Linked DNA regions of Zea mays: region 1 is linked to region 2. The links are chromatin contacts, called in public Hi-C maps. All regions are on one chromosome and are shown on one strand. Each heading gives the region's core, a stretch centred on a gene start, on an enhancer-like site or on the middle of the called end of the contact. The rest is flanking DNA. Distances are from core to core; before and after follow the strand shown. Region 1 holds the start of LOC100193892 (50S ribosomal protein L3, chloroplastic-like). Region 2 holds the start of LOC103626591 (phosphopantetheine adenylyltransferase-like).

Region 1 (3,894 bases), core at 146-2,645, 730 kb before region 2:
AGGAGAAGGAGGCGGAAAAAATATTTAATGACACACATCCGCAGTATCCGCCACCACAAAAGAGATGGAGACCAAAGGCCGTTGAGGAAAATCAAACGGCCATAAAGACAGAAAATAAAACAGCAACTGTGCAGCTCTTTGCAGGTATAGCAGACAGTCCGGCTATAAAGACCAGACCAACCGTACAGGGCGCAGACCATCCGACCCCTGAGGCCGAACCATCCGCACTACACCAAGACACCACCAACGATGTACCGACACCCATGGAGGAAGATGACCTACAAGGGGAAGACCTGGTCGACTACGAAGCTACGCCAGAACACTTGGAAAATTAGAAAAAGTAAGGTGACGGATTGGTCAGGATCGCTATGACGCTCGACGGTGTTGGGACTGACAGTTCGATCAAAGCTAAAAGAGTCACGTCCGTTGAGTCAACCATCGGGACTAAGGCCACTACGTATCATCCTAGCAAGTGTCAAGATGCCTAAGAAAACTGATGTGATCACATCGAGTTAGTTGCTTTTGGTTCGCTCAGCTCCACCAAAAGGCAGGGGGGCATATGTTTGACACCAAAATGAGCCGGCGGACTGTCTGGCCCTGAGGCCGGACGGTCCGCGGTCCGGACGGTCCGCGCCTGTGGGCCGGACGGTCCGCGTGTGCACAGAGCAGATTAGGGTTCCGAGTTTTGTGCTACGATTGTTAGCTAAAATCATGGGATAAGCTCGGGAATTAGTTTGTAAAGGGTCCAGCCCCCTCCTCTATAAATAGAGAGGTATACGGCCGATTTGTAATCATCAATCGAATCAATACAACTTCTATTTCGCATTTTATCCTAGGAGTAGTTCTAGTCTAGTTTAGGTTTAGCCTCTCGATCCCCAAATTCTTCGCCTCTCTTCGACTCTACGCCGATTAGAGGAGTCTAGGTCGGCCGGCCCGAGCCTAGACAACCCCTAGGATCTCTCCTCCCCGACGGGGTCCCTCCCGGGAGCGAGATCCAGGCGCCGCCGGCGATCTTCCGCCGCCCCTGCGCACGCGCGGACCGTCCGGCCCTAGGGCGCGGACCGTCCGGCCGTCAGGCAGGAAACCCTAGCCCCTGCGCCAGGTCGCGGACCGTCCGGCCCCAGGCCGCGGACCGTCCGCGCCTGACCAGAGAGCACCGCCGCCGGTTCTTCTTGAGTATTTGGCGCTCCGAAAAAGCGTCAACAGCTCTGTTCCAACTTACCAAACACAGAACAGAGCGGCTCTGTTCCTAGAATCAGGGATGGAATGGCTCCGTTCTACTTGGCTCCTCAACCAAACACTAAGTACGTGACAATAGGAGAATGGATGGAGGTCTTGCCATGCAAATTTCTAAGCAACTGTATATACGCTTTCTTTGTAGAAAGGCGTATCTATTTGAGTCGCTTCCGAGCAGACGTCCTCCTTGGATAAGGGGATAGGCGCGAGGAAGAGCGGCCTATCCGCATCCGCATAAATCCCAGTCAAATTGAACGAGAGCGCCACTCCCCTCTGCTAATCCCAGTCAAATCGAAGCAAGCATGGCCATGGCGGCCGTGGGCGTGGGCGGCGCAGTGGCGTTCCTCCTCCCGCAGCGCCGCCAGGGCGCCGTCCCCTGGAGCGGCGGGCGGCGGCGGGCGCCCGTGGCGGTGCGCGCGTCGTACGAGGCCGGGGTGGGCGTGATGGCGACCAAGGTGGGGATGATGACCTACTTCGATCCGGAGACGGGGAAGCCGGTGCCGGTGACCGTGGTCGGGTTCCGGGAGGGCGGCAACGTGGTGACGCAGGTGAAGACGGCCGCCACGGACGGGTACGACGCCGTCCAGGTCGGGTACCACGGCGTGCGCGAGGACAAGCTCACCCGCCCGGAGCTGGGCCACCTGGGCAAGGCCGGCGCCCCGCCGCTGCGCCACCTGCAGGAGTTCCGGCTCACCGCCGTCGACGCCTTCGAGCCCGGCCAGCCCCTCGACTTCGCCGACCTCTTCAAGGAGGGCGACCTCATCGACGTCTCCGGCAACTCCATCGGCAAGGGGTTCCAAGGTAGTACACCGATTCTCGCGCCTCCATCCAATAGTGCGATTGCATTGCCAGCAACAGCAATTCTGCTAATGATCTGCCAGCCTCGGTTGTATGTGTCATTGTTCCGTTTCATGGAGAGTGAAGTTTTAGCAGCATTTGCTGTAGCTGTAGTTTCAAAGGTTTGCATTTGCGATTGCTATGCCACTTGTGCAATCTCCTAGCTTGCAACGTTCTTGATCCGCTCGCGCGCGGTTTTACTTGTGGCACTGCGCAGGTGGCATCAAGAGGCACAACTTCAAGCGCGGGCTGATGACGCACGGTTCCAAGAGCCACCGGCAGCTGGGTTCCATCGGAGCCGGGACGACGCCGGGCCGCGTGTACAAGGGGAAGAAGATGCCCGGGAGGATGGGAGGAACCAAGACCAAGATCAGGAAGCTCAAGATCGTCAAGATCGACAACAACCTCCGGGTGCTCATGATCAAGGGGGCCGTGCCAGGGAAGCCCGGGAACCTCCTCCGCATAACGCCGGCCAAGATCGTCGGCAAGAACATCCCCAAGAACTAGACTTCTTTTTTCAGGGGGGTGAATGTTGAGTGTTTGTGTTTGTTACCCTGCTACAAACTGGATGTAATCCTTTGCCAATTTCCAGTTTTTGAACACATGCAACTTCAGATTAGTAAAACTATAACCTGTACAATTTGGATGCTTGGGTGAGAGAGTAATAGGCAGGTAATGCAAGATGCACTTCTGGTTCCTGAATTCCGCTAAACAATAGTTGATTAATTCTATGGCCATAGATCATACAAATAGTTAAATACAAATGGTCGCAGATCATGCAGATATGTACTGATCTGAGTCAGGAAACGCAACCAAAACGGAACCAGGAAATGCGACAAACAAGAAAAACTGCAGACGTAACCTTGTGCAACAGGGGGGCAGAAAGGAGAACTTTGACATAATCGTAAAGCTTCCACTATAGCCAACTGAACGAATACATTTGCTACCACATCACCCTCAGAGAAGATACAAAGAAGACGGATTGTTTGGGCCACCCTTCAATACGGATTATTTGATCATAATAATAAGCCATCCATGCTTCTACTCTAAGAGCACAAAACCTAACACGGAAGAAGAAACAGTGGCCACCAAATCAGCTAGTTCCACGACCACAATTGTAGATATTTAGCTGCCCAAAATAGTCTGTACAAATGGATCACTCCTCAACCTGCACATAAAGAACATACGACCAAAGAAGTTAGCAATCGTACAGAAACTGCTATGACCTGCTACAACCTCAATCAAATCGATAGGGGTGCCCAGGAGAATGAAGAAGCAAATTGAAGCAAACAACATCTACTTCCTTGTAAATGCAAGTTGTTTACGAAATTACCATGTGCAGTGTCATCAAAGGTTTCATTAATCACTTCCAAAATCTTCAAAATGAATGCCCTCAGATATTGTATCTAGCCGCCTATTTCCTATTTCTATTGATAATAAGGAAACCATTAGATAAATTGAGAATTTCAGTACTGCATCAAGAGCAACGTTGAGGGAAGGGCAGTGGTTAACCAGTATGTTCTCCAGCAGTAGATTCTGGGAAGTTATTTGCATCGGAAGGGATGAAAGGGGATCGACCATAATTCTCTAATATTTCTGCAAATGAAAGACAGAAGATGTTTTATGTTGCATACACAATATAAATCTCTATCTCTACTACTATAATGTGTGAGTTTCGTCATGCGTCCGCAAGCGCCCGCCTCCGAAATACTACTATAATGTGAGTTTCATGTCCGCAAGCGCTCGCCTCTGTCCAGTGCGTGCGATCCCGCGAGCACCCCCGAAACACGAAAATAAGCAGCAAAAAGGGCGCCTTGGTGG
Region 2 (3,416 bases), core at 250-2,749:
CAGTAGTATGGTTTCCCACCACCTGAAACGCTAAACCCGGCCATTGTTCGATGATCATGACATGGGGCCATTATTTGGTGATCATGACATGGTTTTAGTGTTTGATGTCGACCTATTCCTGTGGACTGTGGTGCCTCTCAGCCGTCTCTGATTGCGCTAGATTACCACCACTCGTCAGCCCATACCCCCATTGGTTCGGTCCCATTGCGGTTGCGCTATAATTAGGGGGGCTGTTTGGATGCTAAGAATTAGCCACCTAATCTGCTAAAAGTAGCCAATAACCAAACTATTAGCTGCGTTCAACTAATTTTAGCAGCTAACTGTTAACTGTAGTGCATTTGAACACCGGTGTTTAGATGCAGAGATAATAGTTCTTTGATAAAAAAATTATTAGTCGAATTAGCTAGTTTGCTAAAGAAAAGCTAATAGTTAAACTACTAGCTAGACTGTTTAGATGTCTTTGATTAATTTTAACAGCTACTCTAGTGCATCCAAACATGGTAGCATAGTTTGAGACCGCAAGCCATCCTACCTACCTCCGTTCAAAGTTCCAAATCGAGGCTACAGACTTGAGACGGCTTGGCTTGCAATTTGAAAGGGAGCGGCCGAGCGAGCATGCGTTGATGGGGATCACATGTGGAACATGCAGCTGGGGCGTGTGTGTGGGTTGAGACGTCTGACGTCCCGGGATTTTAAAAAGCCTGACGTTGCTGTGGCATCCGCTGCGCGGCATGCAGGGACGCGATGGTCGGGGTTTGTTTTAGCGTGGAATAAGCAATGGCGTGATCGGGCTCTATGCAAGCGTGCTTGCGTCGATCGGGTTTGGATTAGAAGCGAGAGTGTATTGTCGGATGCATCCGGCCAGTTGGCGCGAAAGCTGACCTGTTTCTTGGCGAGCATGGGGCCGTCGCAGACGCCGACCACGATCCTCTCCCTCGCCAGCTCCGCTGCCGCCTGCCACAACGTGGATTCTTTATATGTTTTCGGAAGAGAAAGGGGGACGAACCGAGGAAACGGGAAAATCATCGTTGTTAGGAATAGATTAGTAAAAACCAGAATAAACAAACACACACACACAAAAAGAAAGAAAGAAAAGAAAGGAGGGGAATCGAAGGATCAGCTGAAGTTTCAACGCTTCGAACACACACAAACGCGCACACGCAGGCAGCGAAAGAGACGACGACGATTGGACTGTTATGCCCAAGAGTGGAGACCTTGTTGCCCGTACCGTACCTTCAGGAAGAGATGGTGGCCCTGGTGCAGGCGGTCGAAGGTGCCGCCGATCACGACGGCCGCGTAGCCGGCCGGTGGCTGCCGTCTGCCCCCGGCCTCCTCCTTCACGGCGCCTTCGCCGATGACGCTGGCGGAGGCGTCAGCCACCGTGCCCACGGCCGGCCCTTTCTCCACCGCTCCTGACCCCTCCTCCATGGCCATGGCGCGCTCCGGCCGAACAAACAGGCGCGCGGCCGGGTTTTTGGCTGGTTGGTCAGTGGCGTCGCGGCCTCGCGGGTGCGTGCGCCTGGTTTTGAGGCTGCTCTCCTCCTACTCCTGAGTCCTGACCTGTCCGCCTGTTCACTGATAGGTGGGTCCGGTTCAGCCTACAAAGGGCCTCGTCCTACTTGTCCTCGGTAACAGAGCCACGACTACACGCCAGCCTCGACCTTGACGGGGCTACCGGCCAGAGTGACTATGTGTTCTAAATTTTACAATATAAGATAGTGACAATGTGTTCTAAATTTTACAATATAAGATATAAAATTAAATCAGATTAAAATCGAGAACTATTTATATTTATTTTTAAATTAAAAATTATTTAGAGTTCTACTATTTTACAAAGAAGCATTTAAATCCAATCCATTATCACTCCTAGCTAAGCGGCTACCTAGTGGTGCTATGCAGCTTGAGGTCAAGAAGGCGATGCACGCACAGACGCACTAGACCTAGCAGTGGCAGGGAGTAGAGATGGAACACGATTCTCGTATAGAATAGAACAGCGAGACATGGAATCGCGCACCCCGGTACCGGTTCGTTCCACTGCGAGCCGGGATGGATGCAGCGTGCTCCACCACAGTGGCATACCACACCCATCCATACTCAAAAGCGCTGTACAATGGCTGCGAGCCGGGAGTGTTCGGCCGCTCAGCCCAGCGCAGCAGCGCTGCCACGGCTGCGGAATCGCTGTACAATGGCTGCCTCACAGCGCTGCAACCAGCCAGCGAACAGGCTCAAACAAAGCAAGCATACAGTATCTCAATAACCTCAGGCAAACATCTTTGGGAGCCTACCATCAGATTTTCTGAGTGGCAAAGAAACACCTATCCATTCTCAGAACAGAGTAACAGACCAAACACAGATAGATTCGACGGCCCTGCCTGTTGGTCATGACACCTCGACCGTGGAGCAGACCTTGAGGAACTCGTCGATCTTGGCGGAGTACACGTGGGGGAAGCTCCGGTAGTGGTCCACGTGCGGCGACGAGACGAAGTCGTGGGCGAACACGCTGCGCCCGAGGGACCTCTGCGACTCCACGAAGCGCTCCACGCACTCCGCCGGGATGACTCGGTCGGCCGAGCTGTACAGGTAGAACTGCGGGCAAGGAGGCTGCTGCTCTGAAAGCACCGAGAGAACCTTGCACAGCCGCCTGCAACAGTGTCAGATAGCGGAACAGGCGAACGGCGTACAGTAGTAGATCTGGGGAAAAGAAGATAAGGTCTACAGCTACAGTACAGGAATGCTTAACAGGAGAAGCAAGAAATGGATTCCATGAGTTTGACCCAGAGCCTGGGTTGGATACAGCCAGCTAAGGACTTGTTCGGTTATTCCCAATACACATGGATTGAATAAAATTGAAAAAAATTGAGAAAAAGTTTAACTTGTTTGGAATTCAAATCCATCCAATCCCACTCAATCCACATGGATTGAGAGCTAACCGAACAAGCCCTAACAGTTAGGTGCTAAAAATTAGCTAGGATGGATTCCAAGCAGGCCCAGCTAAGAAAGACATCAACTAACAGTTAACTGGGCATCCAGCTAACAATTGTTTGGATAGCAGGTAACTGGAAGTCGATCGACCGAAACACACTCAACTGATAAAGTATTAGCAACTAGCTATTAGTTAGGCAATTAGTAACAGACATGGTTACGGTTGATAAAACAACACTTTCACCACAGAAGCTCTTATTGCCCCCCCCCCCCCCCCCTCTGGCCTTTTTTGACCCACTGTTTGATTCAACAACTGATACACGCTTGTTCTCCTCTTAAAAGAACCTATGGTTTTTTTGTTTGATGAGTCTTCTGAGGATTTGATATCACATTTTTTTAACTAAATACCCACCCCAACCCAAAAATAAAACAGCAAAAATAGTTGATGAGCGCTGGCAGGCACAGGGTAGTTCATGGCACTTAAGTAGAGCAGC

The links. Hi-C and Micro-C count contacts between places; a contact is called where the count stands out from the background.
Region 1: a Hi-C map of tassel shows a contact between it and region 2, with 6 times the contacts expected there. The contact joins the promoter of LOC100193892 here to the promoter of LOC103626591 in region 2. A contact is called at or near these places in 3 of 25 Hi-C or Micro-C datasets (ear, leaf mesophyll and tassel).

The regions. Positions count from the first base shown.
Region 1 is chr5:79,035,085-79,038,978 of Zm-B73-REFERENCE-NAM-5.0, reverse strand. LOC100193892 (50S ribosomal protein L3, chloroplastic-like) reads left to right here and starts at 1,395. Exons shown (of 2, transcript NM_001352295.1): 1 at 1,395-2,037; 2 at 2,291-2,773. The coding sequence starts at 1,539. The coding sequence ends at 2,580. LOC103626595 reads right to left here. Exons shown (of 8, transcript XM_020538423.3): 6 at 3,586-3,669; 7 at 3,407-3,500; 8 at 2,776-3,241. The coding sequence ends at 3,433.
Region 2 is chr5:78,302,231-78,305,646 of Zm-B73-REFERENCE-NAM-5.0, reverse strand. It overlaps LOC103626591 (phosphopantetheine adenylyltransferase-like), which reads right to left and starts at 1,499. Exons shown (of 6, transcript NM_001329681.1): 1 at 1,234-1,499; 2 at 883-954. The coding sequence starts at 1,434. It overlaps LOC100191344, which reads right to left. Exons shown (of 4, transcript NM_001136778.1): 4 at 2,196-2,641. The coding sequence ends at 2,380.